Regions from separate parts of the Zea mays genome. Here region 1 is linked to region 2. The links are chromatin contacts, called in public Hi-C maps. All regions are on one chromosome and are shown on one strand. Each heading gives the region's core, a stretch centred on a gene start, on an enhancer-like site or on the middle of the called end of the contact. The rest is flanking DNA. Distances are from core to core; before and after follow the strand shown. Region 1 holds the start of LOC103637325. Region 2 holds the start of LOC103635981 (actin-97).

What was found. A called contact is a pair of places that touch in the nucleus more often than the background predicts.
Region 1: a Hi-C map of ear shows a contact between it and region 2, with 4 times the contacts expected there. The contact joins the promoter of LOC103637325 here to the promoter of LOC103635981 in region 2. A contact is called at or near these places in 14 of 25 Hi-C or Micro-C datasets (bundle sheath, ear, endosperm and 6 more) and 2 of 3 datasets of contacts at active chromatin or transcription factors (leaf and seedling).

Annotation. Positions count from the first base shown.
Region 1 is chr8:138,264,023-138,271,274 of Zm-B73-REFERENCE-NAM-5.0, reverse strand. LOC103637325 reads right to left here and starts at 4,630. Exons shown (of 16, transcript XM_020543384.2): 1 at 3,987-4,630; 2 at 3,661-3,880; 3 at 2,712-3,013; 4 at 2,107-2,283; 5 at 1,244-1,990; 6 at 1,064-1,158; 7 at 916-978; 8 at 745-833; 9 at 558-656; 10 at 1-445. The coding sequence starts at 4,222.
Region 2 is chr8:138,090,552-138,098,163 of Zm-B73-REFERENCE-NAM-5.0, reverse strand. It overlaps LOC103635981 (actin-97), which reads right to left and starts at 2,359. Exons shown (of 5, transcript XM_008658343.4): 1 at 1,955-2,359; 2 at 1,120-1,189; 3 at 657-1,050; 4 at 1-295. The coding sequence starts at 1,179. LOC100191561 (putative actin family protein) reads right to left here. Exons shown (of 5, transcript NM_001406551.1): 5 at 7,058-7,612. The coding sequence ends at 7,584.

The DNA.
Region 1 (7,252 bases), core at 3,381-5,880, 170 kb before region 2:
CAGAATTTTCACTGTTTGAATTGTTGAAATTGCTTGTAAAACCATTGCACATGCTCTGATGTACCACAGAAGTACTGTTTGAGTGCACGAAATCCACACTCAGCCCAAAATTAGATGTTATGGTACTAGCTTGAAGTTCATTTTCCATGTATCCGTTGACAGTGTAAGGGTTGTGGCTATTTGGAAATTCAACAAGTATATCGCTTTGCACCCCATTGGTATCAGGCAAGTCATCTTCCATAATTAAAGCCGAAAGGAGTCTGTGTGCCATTGGAGCCATTTCATTAAACCATTTATCAGCTTCCAGCTTTTGTGGTCCAGTATGGATTTTGTCACCATGAGAAAAACAGCCGATTAATCCTTTTGCTCCAACTCCATTAGTTTTACTTTGCTGGGATGAGGGGGGGAAATTAGACAGAGCAAGTCCCTGAGATGAATGCTCCTCCTGCAGTTTTTTCAGACATATGACAAAGGTCATATATAGGCAACAAATTTCCATGAAAGGGAAAAATTTTGTTGGAATAATTTGATATTATTGATGTCATGAAGTCACATACCATCTTTGACATTATTCTGTGATCAACTGATGCTATAATATCATGTTCACTGTCATACATGCAGGACATGCTCATCTCAAGCTCTTCAACAAGGTTGATCTGACCACAAACTGACAAATCAGAATCCATCCCAGCAAACAATAAAAGTACATTCAATCATGACATCTAAAGCAAAACTTGCACCAACCTGATTTTTTAAGAAAGAAAAATTTTCTGAGCTCATAAAAGTTAGCATGGGTTCCACTTTCTTCCAAAAAGGGCCAGAATAGGCACTAACTGCACAAGGAAGTTATAAATCAACCCAAAGGGATGCCTGACAGAGATTACCAGAAGAAGGGAGATAAGGCAGCATACGCACCAATAGCACTGCGAGCAGCATTAACAGCAGCTAAAAGCTCCTCTTGGTCATCTTCTGGTTCACCTGCAATGCACAATTATTAGTTATTAGAAGAGGAAGGATACTAGCGAGAGACATGAGTAATAAAGGTAAAGCATCTTCAGAAAACCTGTTATGTCTGTAAGATCACTATTTAGAGCCTGTGAATGCCAGGATGAAGCTTTGCGGTCAGAGCCTTTTTTCATTGGTGGCCGCCCCAACTTACTGCGCAGATGATTAGAAGATAGAATCAAGTTTCATATGCAAAGCTATGATCCCCCAATGCCACCAAAACATGACAATTAAGTACCTCTCGTTCTTTTCAGATCCAGGTCTTCCACCTTTTATTGGCTTTCTTGTTTCTGCAGTGACCAGTTTTTCTTTTGGCATTAGAGAACACCCCTTGACATGCATAGCACCCCTTCCACTCCTCCCTTGACGACGAACACCACCATCTTCGAGCTCTTCTTTCAAAGGAATCCTATTTTTATTTGACAAAAATATTAATCCCATTGCATTATGGGCTGTATTTGCACCCTCGTTCCCCACTTCACCACTATGCATGGTTTTCTCCTTGGACTTGCTTTCAGCCACAGCCGATCCCTCACTTTCTGACAACCCAGCAGGAGATGGGATGCTATCCATTTTGGTTGTTGATGTGTTCTTTGTCAGCAAGACACTGCCAGACTCTATAGGTGCTGATCTAGTGGCAGTGTCAAGTGGTGATCCTTCAGATAACACTTCATCAAAATTTGACACTGGAGAAACAACATTTGCTCTTCTTGTCCGTGACATCTTCTGTGGGCGTTGCCCTACCCAGGCAATAGGAGGTGAGGAAGCATTTGAATGTGTGGAACGTTTGCGATTCGTCATGCCCGCCAAAGGTGACACTTTATTTGGGTACGGTGCTTCTTCCCATTCATCATTTCCTCCAGTTGAACGTTGGAAATTAGAACATGAGTTTATAGCAAGTGAACTGGTTCTTGGTGCCCTGCATGCTTTAGCCTTGGGCAGGGGACTTAAGCTTCCGTTTTGCATATCATCAGAAGTATTTACCCTAGATAACAAATTGCATATATCATCCAATAAATGGCAATTTTGCAATACCCTTTCACATATATGTAGCAAAGAAAAAACGTGGCTTATCAGGACAACAGAAGTATCTTAGCTTACTTGTTTCCTTTTACTGTAGTCCTTTCCTTTTCAACTCCAGCATGGCGTTCTCTTCTTTCATTTGGCTGAGCCACATAATCGACATCTGACTTGGGCAGAATGCAGGATACAATGTTGTTCTGCTGAGAAGTGCCATCCAACTTGTTACCTGCTAGTGCTCCAGCAGAAACTCCATGTCTGCGATGTGAGAATTAAGAAAGATGAGCTCTAACATGGATACCGAGGCAAAGAAGATTTCCAAATATAGTGATGGAAGAGGATTCAGGTTGCAAACAACAAAAAAACATGCTGATCAGAGAATAGCCCAAGGAAGAGCTAGAAACACAAGCTGCCAAACACCACCTTTCTGATGACGCACGTGCAGTAATAATGTAGTATCATTCTACTCGCTGATGCTGGACCCTATATCTCTATTTCAAGGTAGCAGATGATATCAATTTGTGAGCATATCACACATATCTTCTCAATGTTTAAGTTTTCCCAAGATTACATGCTTTAGTTCAGCATGATGATCAATCAGAGACGATCATTTCAGAGAGTCAGCAACCAGAAACAAAGTTCTAACTCTCAAGGAACAAAAAATAATGGCAAGCACAATTTTTTACCTATATCCAAGGCCATCACTAGATCGTGGGCGTGCTTCATTGGCTGGTCTATGCTGACCCATGGATTTGACATCTCGATCAGCATCACTGCCTCTGCTGAGCATTGTTCCAACAGAGCGTCTACGCTTCATCTTTTTTTCCCACCCTTCACTGCCAGTAGATAAACCCCGCAATTTTTCATCAGAAAGTCCTGAGACGATAGCAGATATTCTTGTACTGTTCTTTTCCTTCTCCACAGGTGAATTTTTCTCATTACTAACCAAAGGGCCTTGCCTTGTAGGAACACTACCACGTCCTTCCACCTGAAACATGTATAAACAACAGAACCAAGCTTTTTAAGTGAAGAAATTCATAAAGAATGTGAAAATATTATCATGGTAAAAAATTGTGATTGGAGTTCAGAACAGCGCATCATTCATGAAGCACATTAATTAGAAGGCCATATTTTTTAAGGTGAAGTAGCATTGAAACTAGATCAACCAGAGTTGTAGTTTCCAGACCCAAGAACAATGAGACTAGGTAAGGATTATGAGTGACATGAGTGTGAGAATAAAAGGCTATATCAGTTGACTTCGGAATCCGTCCAAGATCACCATTTTCCCACACTTGTCCCGCATGCTCTTTATATGTGAAAAATGAGGTGAGGACAGGGTGGTAACCAGGTCCCCATGCAACTCAGCTTACAAGAGCAAGATTTCTGGAATCTTAGCGGTTTCCACTGATAAGGACAAAAGAACATGAGTAGCTAGGGACACTTGCATGAGTTATAATTAGCTGTTATAAGACTGAAAAGGTACAACCTTTTCAACGACTATGATCCGGATTCCAGAATCTTATGGCGATCATTAATGAAATCAGGAATATTTGCTGTGGCCAAAACAAACTAAGGAAAATAATAAGTGACGCAAAGGCTATGAGCTGAGACGAAGAGTGGGCCGAGCACACGAACCCGGGCATCAGCGAGAGAGGAGCGCACGCGCTTGCTCAAGACAGCAGAGTTGTTCTGCGCCCCCATCCTGAGCGCGCCTGTGGACGAGGAGCAGGCACCGGCAGCCCCGAGCTTGTCGGGCGAGGACGACGCCTCGGTGGCGCGCTGGCGCTTGCGTGTGACAATGTTCTTGTACTTGTCGAGCTTCTGGATGGCCTCGTGCAGCGACCTGACCTTCTCCCTGCGGGGACCGGGAAGGAAGGGGGCACGGAATTGAGCGGCAGCCAGCGTCAGCAATGCGATATTAGACAGAGGGGGAAGGGGGGGAGGAAAGGGAAAGTACGCACTTGGCCTTGACCGCGGAGTCCTGGACGCTGGCGCGGATCCGCCTGAGCTCGTCGGTCTGGTCGTTGGAGGCGAGCGCCCGGCGGAGCTCGGGGTGGCGCCAGTGCGGCTGCTTGGGGTCGGAGCCCCAGGAGGCGAGCGCGTCGAGCGCGAGGAACTGCAAGAAGGGTGGGGTGGGCGGGGGCGGGGGAGCGTGGGTGTCCCCCGGCCCCGCGCCCTCGCGAAAGCTCCCCGCCATGTGGGGACCGGATCGTTAGGGCTACGGTCCCCCTCCTCGTCGTCGCCAGCTAGGCTGGGCTATCTGAGCGCGGCGGCGGCGGCAACGCACATCGGATGCCGCGGGAAGGGAAGGAAGAAGGGTTCAGGCGGCCGATTGGGGGCGGAATTGCTCCCTCGGCGACTGCGAGGGGAAGGAGGGGTACTCGGCGGGGTTGCTGACGTCGTCGCACGCCCGTGAGGAGGAAGCAGAAATGGGAAGAGGAGGACGATTACGAGTGAGACGGAAGCGGAGAGGGGAATTTGGAGTCAACTTTTGCCGCCGGATTGGTCAACGCAGTCTGTTATTGGCCCAATTCGGTATAGGTACTGTTAGTTACTAGTTGTTAAAATTAGTTTAAGACAAACACTCTAGCTATTAGCTACATTTTCAAATTAGCTAACAGTTAGCTAGCTAATTCTACTAGCAAATATTTAGTCAATTAACTGTTAGATCCAATGTATTTAAACACCACTTTAATATAGAGTCCCTCTCAGTCTATGACTATATGAGTTAATTAAAAGATTTACAATAGGCGAGTTCTTCGCATAGACAGTCTTTTCATGGAGAACCTGTCTATACATGACTCTCCATGTATATTGTTTATTGTTTCTTAACAGCTCGTTTGGATGTTAGAATTAGAAGTTAGAATCAGAAAATGAAATTTGTCGGATCCAATACTAGCAGACGTCGTCGAAATTGGCTCCACAGAATTGCCAGCGAATATTGCATGACATTTGTTTTCACATGTGCATGTGTGCCCGCAATTCCGAGCATGACCTCTCGGTTTTCACCAGAAATTAAGTCGCCCTCCCCAATTAAGTGCTCTGTGCGCGTGGGAGGAAGGTTAAGTGTTTGTACACCCAAACCAGATTTGGAATTGGTTGCTACCCTGCGTCCTGCGATACCAACTACCATTTGCATCCCGCATCCAAATCACAACATTAGTATTGCATATCATTGTCATTCCCCCTCAGATTTGGTATTCGTAGACAATTTTAATTCCACCACGTGAATGCCTACATTCAAACAGAATATAACTGTATTTATGATTTAGGGACTTAGGTTGTATCATATAGTCTCTTAGTTGTCTTTTTACTTAGAAAACAGATCTGAGGTCTCAAGGTTTGTCGGTGTTTCGATCTCAGGGGGTCTCTGGACCGACGAGTAAATTATCGCTGCGTGTTCCAGCCCAGATGGGTCGGCGCGAGACAGAATACAAGGGGGAAAACAGTAAGGGGAAACTGCGGCTTCGTGTTGTCCTGCGCCCAGGGCGGATGCGCTTGCAGTAGGGGGTTACAAGCGTTCGCGAGGGAGAGAGAGAGAGCGCGAGCCTTGTGCGTCGGCCCGTTCTCCCGCGCGGCCACCTTCTCGTACGAGGGCCCTAGACCTTCCTTTTATAGATGTAAGGAGAAGGCCCAGGTGTACAATGGGGGTGTAGCAATGTGCTAACGTGTCTAGCAGGGAGGAGCCAGAGTCCTATGTACATGCCGTCGTGGCTGTTGGAGAGGTGTTGCTGCCCTGTTCATGTGATGTCGTGGCCGTCGGAGGAGCGCTTGAGCTTTGTAGTAGCACAGCTATCGGAGTTGTCGGGTCCTTGCTGACGTCTCCTTGCTTCCGTAGGGGGCTGAGAACCGTCGTCGTCATAGAGCACGCGGGGTGCCATCATTACTTGTTTACCGGGGCGAGCCAGATGGGACGCCGGTCTTGTTCCCCGTAGCCTGAGCTAGCTAGGGGTAGGGTAATGATGTGCCCCCCTGCGACGTGGTCGGTCCGAGCCCAAGGTCGGGCGAGGCGGAGGCTCCTCCGAGGTCGAGGCTGAGTCCGAGCCCTGGGGTCGGGCGAGACGGAGACCGTCGTCCGAGGTCGAGGCTGAGTCCGAGCCCTGGGGTCGGGCGAGGCGGAGACCGTCGTTCGAGGTCGAGGCTGAGTCCGAGCCCTGGGGTCGGGCGAGGCGGAGACCGTCGTCCAAGGTCGAGGCTGAGTCCGAGCCCTGGGGTCGGGCGAGGCGGAGACCGTCGTCCGAGGTCGAGGTTGAGTCCGAGCCCTGGGGTCGGGCGAGGCGGAGTTCGTCTTCCGGTGTCGAGGTGGAGTCCGAGCCCTGGGGTCGGGCGAGGCAAAGCTTCCTATGGCGCCTGAGGGACTTGACGGCTGTCAGCCTCACCCTGACGGGTGGCACAGCAGTCGGAGCGGCGCAGGCGGCGCTGTTTTCTTGTCAGGTCAGCCAGTGGAGGGGCGAAGTGATTGTGGTCACTTCGGCTCTGTCGACTGAAGAGCGCGCGTCAGGATAAGGTGTCAGGCGATCCTTGCATTGAATGCTCCTGCGATCCGGTCGGCTGGCGAGGCGATCTGGCCAAGGTTGCTTCTCCGCGAAGCCTGCCCGAGCTGGGCCTCAGGCGAGTCGAAGGTGTGCCCGTTGCTTGAGGGGACCCTCGGGCGAGACGTGAATCCTCCTGGGTCGGCTGTCTTTGCCCGAGGCTGGGCTCGGGCGAGGCGAGATCGTGTCCCTTGAGGGGACGGAGCCTTGACCTGAATTGCGCTCATCAGGCCTTTGCAGCTTTGTGCTGATGGGGGTTACCAGCTGAGATTAGGAGTCTTGGGGGTACCCCTAATTATGGTCCCCGACAGTAGCCCCCGAGCCTCGAAGGGAGTGTTGGTACTCGCTTGGACGCTTTTGTCGCACTTTTTTGCAAGGGGACCGGCCTCTCTCGGTTGCATTTTGTTTCGGTGGGTGCGCGCGAGCGCACCCGCCGGGTGTAGCCCCCGAGGCCTCGGAGGAGTGGTTTGACTCCTTCGAGGTCTTAATGCCTTTCGTGATGCCTCAGTCGGTCTGATTGTTCCCTCATGCGAACTGGTCATAGCCCGGGTGCATAGTCAGGTTCCGAGTTCTCGGGCTGGTATGTTGACGCCGTCAACGGTTTGGCCGGAGCCGGGTTTGCGAGAGTAGCCCCCGAGCCTCCGCACAGAGCGAGAGGACGGTCAAGGACTGACTCGGCTTTTTCATACGCCCCT
Region 2 (7,612 bases), core at 1,110-3,609:
ATTACTTGTCCATCAGGTAGCTCATAGCTCTTTTCAACTGAAGAGCTGTTCTTGGCAGTTTCCAACTCTTGCTCATAGTCAAGGGCTATATATGCTAGCTTCTCCTTGATGTCCCTTACAATTTCTCGCTCGGCTGAGGTTGTGAAGGAGTAACCCCTCTCAGTGAGAATTTTCATGAGGGAGTCTGTGAGGTCCCGACCAGCAAGATCCAAACGAAGAATGGCATGAGGAAGGGCATATCCTTCGTAAATGGGCACAGTGTGGCTCACACCATCACCAGAGTCGAGTACAATACCTGTAGATTGAGAAAGTAAACAAGATAAGGGAAAAAAAAGAAAAAGAGGAAACTTCAGCCACACCATGTAAACAATTAAGTTTAACTTCCATATTTTATTCTTGATATATTATACTTATTTTTTTACTGAATTCATATCAACATACAGACTGAGGTGGTAAACACACATGCAGTGTATCTGAGTTGTGCAATCTCATGACTCATGAGCAAGAATAGAAGATAATGATGAGGTGGCTTCGTATGACCTTGACAATAGCCTCAGATAAACAGTTGACAACAGCATATTGGGATCAAAGAGATGATGCTAGCTAGAACTATGAAACTGAATCAACGCCAAACTAAAGGAAGGATCAGGTCATACCAGTAGTACGCCCACTAGCATAGAGTGAGAGCACCGCTTGGATTGCAACATACATGGCAGGAACATTGAAAGTCTCAAACATAATTTGGGTCATCTTCTCCCTGTTGGCCTTTGGGTTCAAAGGAGCCTCGGTGAGCAACACAGGGTGCTCCTCTGGGGCAACACGAAGCTCGTTGTAGAAAGTATGATGCCAGATTTTCTCCATGTCATCCCAGTTGCTCACAATACCGTGCTCAATCGGGTACTTGAGCGTAAGAATACCTCTCTTGGACTGTGCCTCATCGCCAACATATGCGTCCTTCTGTCCCATCCCTACCATGACACCAGTGTGGCGAGGACGGCCAACAATGCTAGGGAAAACCGCCCTTGGTGCATCATCGCCAGCAAAACCAGCCTAAAAGACAGACATAATTAGTGGCATATTTGGAAGTAAAGGTTGTCAAAGTCAGGGACGGGGGCTGACCTTGACCATTCCAGTGCCATTGTCGCAGACAAGAGGCTGGATGTCCTCACCATCAGCCATTTCTACAGAACTGCTGCAAGTGGCATATGGATAGAATCATATATCGCTCAGTGATGAGAGTGTTTTGGTTCACTATGTGGTTGAAAAGGAACAGTGGATTTGAATGTGCATGCTAACTGAGAGCGGTAAATTCAATTTATACAGAAAAGTTCGCACAAGGACAACAGTTTCTGATGCATCTGAAATTTGCAACATCACATTCAGGGGCAAGCCCAGTAAAGGGGCACCCAATATTTTTATTTTTATGTTTTAATTTTTTTTACAAAGACTTTCGGAGCTAGGAGGGTGCCATAGCACCGCCACCCGCGTGCGTCGAGATGTCACCGCTGTTGTTGCCGGTGAATCACCTCACCACCTCCAAGGAGTGCAGATCCGGACTCATGGAGTGCGGATCCGTGCCCCTGGCAAGTGGATCTTCACCCACAGCACACCACGCCACGGATCCGGCCATACCGCACCAGATCGAGGCCGGCGCCACCGCTGAGTCGCCGTCCGGCAGGACATCGTCCACGCAAGAGACAGCGACGACGACGGCAGCTTGTCCAGGGAAGCGTCCTAGCTGGCGCAGGCACGAGGAGACAAGCACGCTTGGGGGGAGAACGCGCGAGGAAAGCAGAGAGGCATCGCCGCCGCCATCCTTGGACCGGCGCCCAGGCGACGGCGAGGTTGGGAGGAGCGAGGCGAGCGAACTCTTGCGGCGGCAGCGCGGACTCCGCCCGTGTCGCCCCACAAAGGACTTCGCACAGCACGAAGGGAAGAGAAGAAGAGGGAGTACCTGGGTGCTCGTCGCCGGCGAAGAGACCAACGAAAGCCTCAGCACGTGGCTTAGGGCGGCGGCGGCGGCCCAGAGCGAGAGAGGTGGACAGAGCACCAGGAAGGATAAAATGCAGTGGACGAAAGGGGAATGCAGGTGGTATATGCATCGACGGCTAGTCTAAAATACTCATTCCGAATAATTATGAATTTTTTAAATAAAATGAGCCGATCAAATTTGGACTGAAAAGTTAAACGAATTATAATTTAAAACGAATGGAGTATTTTTTTAAGGAAAAAATAGTGCACTCGTCTGGACTTGCTTGTGGCCAGCACATACATTAACAAGGTGTCTTAAAAATGATGTATCTTTCTCTAGGTATTCCTGCCTCACGCGTGAAATGGATATTTGTTTCCCTCTTCCCTCACTTCTGCGTCACATGCGAAGCACACATTTAGGGCCTGTTTGGTTCGTGGCTAACTATGTCACACTTTGCCTAAGGTTAGTCGTTCGAATTGAAGAACTAAACTTAAGCAGAAATGTTAGGCAAAGTATGGCAAGTGAGGCTACGATCCAAACATGCCTTTATAACTCTATCCCTCACCTCTCGTTTGTTAACTCACCCAACACGACAGTGTGTAGGTCTATTCATCTTTCTCTCCTTCTTGTTTATGAGTGGGTCGTTACTTTATAGATTGGTTGTGAGAAACCACTCAATCCCAACACGATAAGAGGCCTCACGCAACATAGCACTCTCATGTAGTAACATCCTGCTAGCTAAAAGAATTGTGCTCCTTTTTAACTCATACCATGTTTGGCCTTTTAGTTAAGATAAAATGAAATGTTTTTCTTGTATGTTTAATATTTGGTATATGGACTATATGTTTTGTCGGGGAAATGATCCTCGGTCCTTGGGACCCAGCGGTCAGTGAGCGTACTTAGGAAAGAGCCCCCGATCCCTGGGGCCCATTAGTCAGTCAAAAAAGGCAGGTGTACCAGCCCTGGAAGGACCCGCCCCTGGTCGAACCCCGTGCCACCGAGCTCAGGGTCGGGCGTGGCGGAGCTTAACAAGGGGGGATGGGCATGTCAGAAGGGAACCACTTGAGTGGATCATGTGCCCACCGCCAGACTGACCTACCATAAATGACTGACTGCATTAACCATGCCTAGCACCGAGCCACAATGTGGGCACTGGTCCGCTTCCCACTCATGACCTACGGAGCCATCGGGTCGCATAGCGCTCATGACCTACGAACCCCTGGACTCCGGTGTATTAATGGCAAGCCCTCCCCTCGGCCTGCGGCGCACTTATGACCTATCGGACTAGGCCTGAGTGCGCAGACCTCCCACGGGGCACAACACGACGGGCCGCGTCAAGCCCCAGGCTACGGTAGCCAAGGCTTAGCATAGCCCGAATGATGGTGCATGAGACCATCGTCGCCCTCATGTCATACACCACGATAAATGTGCGATAGCCAGGCAGCCCCAGGCCCCGCGAGTACGTGTGGTCTCACCCGGGGTAAACCAATATGACTCCTTCCCAGAGAAGACACCGCTCGACCCCTCTCCCGGCCTATGAAAGGGTGAGGCTCGCCTCAAGGCGAGGGGACAGAGAGGCAACCGAACACCTTCAAACGGAGAAGAACCCACAAGGACAAACAAGAGGAGGAGCGCCGACGAGGACCAGGAGGTTGGAGCCCCGCCAAGCCAAGACTTAGCTAGGACTCAACCTTGTAGCTTTAAGCTCCACTTCCACCTTGATAAGATATTTGGGAGCCTCTCCTCCCTCTCTCGACTACTTGTAACTCCTACTACGAGTTTTATCATTAATGGTGTCGGTAGCGCAAGCCACCAATGACTAGAAGTAGGGACATTCTGCCCAAACCAGTATAAATCTTGCGCCATCCGTGCACACCCTCTAAAGCCCGGAACGCGCACAAAAAATTACTTGTTGGAGCAAGGTACGAAACACCGATAGTTGGCACGCCAGGTAGGGGACTTGCGCGTTCCGCGACAAGATCATCCAAGCTCCGGATGGCTAGCAACGATAGTGGCGCGGTCTGGACTCCAGGGACGGACATTCGCTTCGAGAGTTTGGATTTTGTCGTCAAAAAAGGAGAGATGACGAGGGCCTCAGAAGCCTAGTCTCCCTTGGCAAGCGACTTCCTCGACGTAGCTGGAAGTCTCGGCGACCTCCTACTCGACCCACCTCAAGAGTACCATGGGTCGCACGGCTCGCCACCACCCAATTGTACTGAGGTAGTGGGAGTACTGGACTGCGTCCAGGACTCGTTCCTGGATATCCTCTTGTCAGGGTCAAAAAACGGACTCATGTCCCTACCTAGCGAGGCAAGCTGCGACCCTAGTCAGGAATGCCTTGCAGCCAATACCATGGGAGGTCACTTCCCCCGGGTGGGGAGCCTAGGCGAGAACTCGCCCAGCATCATGGATCACACGGCAGTGTCCTCCCCTCCTCAGCTCAAATCGCCTCCCTAGGAGTTGCCGCTGGGCCAAGAACTTTAGAAAGCAAGGAGAGGGAAGAAACAAATCGAGTGATGAAGATCAACACAAATGAACACGGTGATTTGTTTCCCGAGGTTTGGTTCCAAAGAACCTACTTCTCGTTGAGGATGGCACAAAGGTCGGGTCTATTTCAACCCTTCCCCTCTCTCAACCGATCACTTAGACCGATCGAGTGCTTCTTCTTAATCACACTGGTCACTAAGACCCCGCAAGGATCACAACACAATTAGGTGTCTCTTGCTTGCTTTACAAATCACTTAGAATGTTTAGAGAGAGATGAAGAAAGCACGATTAAAAGCCAAGCAATAAGAAAGGACACAAAATCACACTCTCTCAAGTCACTAATCGCTATTGATCACTAGACACAATTATGGAACTTGAAAAGATTTGGAACCTTGAATGTGTCTTTGGTTGAAGTGAATGCTCTTGTATTGAATGAGAGTGAATGAGAGGCTTGGATTAAGTGAATGGAGGTGGTTGGGGTTGTATTTATAGTCTCCAACCATTTTATAGTCGTTGCTCCAATTCTGCTGAACGCGGAGGGTCCGCCCTTGTACATCAACGGCTGAAATCGCAACGGTCAGCAATAATGACTATATCAACGACTATAAGTGCATTAAATATGTCGTCAGATTGTCAGACAGAGCAGTCGCGGACGGTCCAGCTGTGCACCCCGGACTGTCCGCGGGGACGCTAAAAATGAATTTTACCGAACCCGTCACCTTCGGGGTTTTCTAATTTTACAACGACCGGACGGTCCGCGCTTGAGGTTGGACGGTCCGCGCCTAGTCCCGGACGGTGCTCGCTTCTCCTTCGGACGGTCCGTAGTGTTAACATATGTTTTTGCAGAGTTCCTGTCCGAGGCTCACCCTATTGTCGCGGACGGTCCGCCGCAAGGGCCCGAACGGTCTGCACATATGTGTTTTTCCAAAAAGCTTCTCCTGTCTGGAATAATCTACGGTATTCCGGACAATCGACTTAGAATAATTATAGATAAACTTATTCACCTGAGAAATGATCAACTAGACAAACTAGTTAGTACATAAGGTTTGTGATGGTCGTCAAACACCAAAATCGATTATAGGAAATGTTAAAGTCATTTCCCTTTCAAAGTGCTTAGGCAGTATTTAGTTTTATAATTCAAACTTGTCCTCTAAGAGAGATCCAAATATGGAAACTGGACCTATATAATCCTCGCATATGTGTAAGACTATACCCTATGCAAAGTTGATTTCAAGCAATAAACAAATTTGTCCTCTAAAATCATGTCACTTGATCTCTTGTTTTGATTGTATTTGGTTTTTCCTTCTTTGATTGTTTCTTTGGATTTTGAGTTTTAGCATTTTGGGATTGGTTTGATTGTTTAGGTACTTGAAAAGACATTTGATGAACATTCGTGCCACGTGAATTTGGGCAGATTTACCACAAGCACCACGAAAAAATATCAACCTTCATAGCGATTTTCAGAGGTTGATGTATCATTTTTCTAGAGATGGGTTTTGAGGTCGATGGAGTTCTAGTAAGTTTTGGGTGCTGATGCTCTAAGAGCAGTACACTGCAAAATTTTAAATAATGATCGGAATTGATTTAAACCGTAAGTGAATTTTTTTTCTTGAAAATTATAGCTACCCCTCGTGCATATCGGACACATCAGGTGCCCAGCATTCAAACTTTTTTGATTTTGGAAGTAAAATTTGGTGTGAACCTTCTTTAAGATGTTTTTGTGTTAATTTTCACAATTTTTGGACACCGATCGATTTTGCTATTTCCCTCCCATAACTCCGGTTTTTCTATTTTCTCCCAAAACTCCGGTTTTTCTATTTTCTCCCAAAACTCCTCGTTTTAAAAACTATTGTCAGGTTCATATATGTATGACATGCACCGGACTGTGACAGTGAAATTAGAATTTCACTAGCTCGTTTAGATTCCGCATGGGTAGTTTTAGGCTATCTTCGAGGGTCTGTTTCTGGATTGAACTGATCCGTTGAAACTGTGGACTGAACATTTATTCTGAATGCATCTGTATTCTACAGGCTGAAGCAGAAGAAAAATTTTGTACCAAAAGTATAGGTTAGGCTAGTCCTGCCAAATCTTGTGAGCAAGCAGATTCCAGGGCTCATGTGTATGATGATTTGTTTCAAGTATTCAACCAACGCTGTAAGTAGACACGGACAGGGAACAGTGTTCCAATGTGAGATTTTGTCAAATTCGGAGCTGCAAATCGTATCCTCGAGTGTCCTGAAAACCTCAGACTGTCAGCTAATACTTCGGTTCTCCCTCTGATTTTTTTATACTTGACGTTTCTTAGTACAAAATTGCACTAACCAGCGTCAAATAAAAAAATGGTGTAGTAAAATTGCACTAACCAGCGTCAAATAAAAAATGGTGGTAGTACTTGACATAAAATGCAGCAGAGGCTACTCTTCTAACACTTGTTTTCTGGTTGTTAAAAAAATCCAAACTAGGCTACCATTGTTGTGTAACCACCGGTTGTCAAATATCTGCACTACGTCACTGTTTATATTCCAAGTCTTCACAATTGGCAGCAGCTTACTCATCCACATCCCCATATTCAAACTCTACTCTGTGAACAATGCAATCTACAGTGTAAATCGGTGTTTTGGATAACCATATGAGTAAGCTGTTGGACACGGTATAAAGAATATAAACCAGAAAACCCAGCCCATCTACAGGGTCATTCATACTTTGCACGGATGCTCAGAATACATACTAAGGGCTACTTTGGAAACCTTAAACCCCATTCGGGATTGAAAGGGATTGAGATGGAAATGAACTAATTTCCTCCTCAGCCCCTTTTAATCCCCAAGGGGGATTGTGTTTCCAAACTAGTCCTAAGGCTATAAACAGCAGGACAGTCCAAGCCATTCATATAACTATCAGCTCTTACAGGTACAAGTACAACCAATCAAGCCAAGCAAGTTTGACAAAACATCTGACGAACCAGGTGTCACGACAGACAGCGTGCTCGCACATGGAGCCACAACATACAAAGAGGGGGTGGGCATAATTTGATAAATGAACCGTACCATGCAAATCTGCCACACGTATCTTGAGAAATGAAGGGGACATAACTTGAGACTAGGCAACGATGAGGAACTTGCGAAGCCTAGAAGCACTTCCTGTGAACAATTGCCG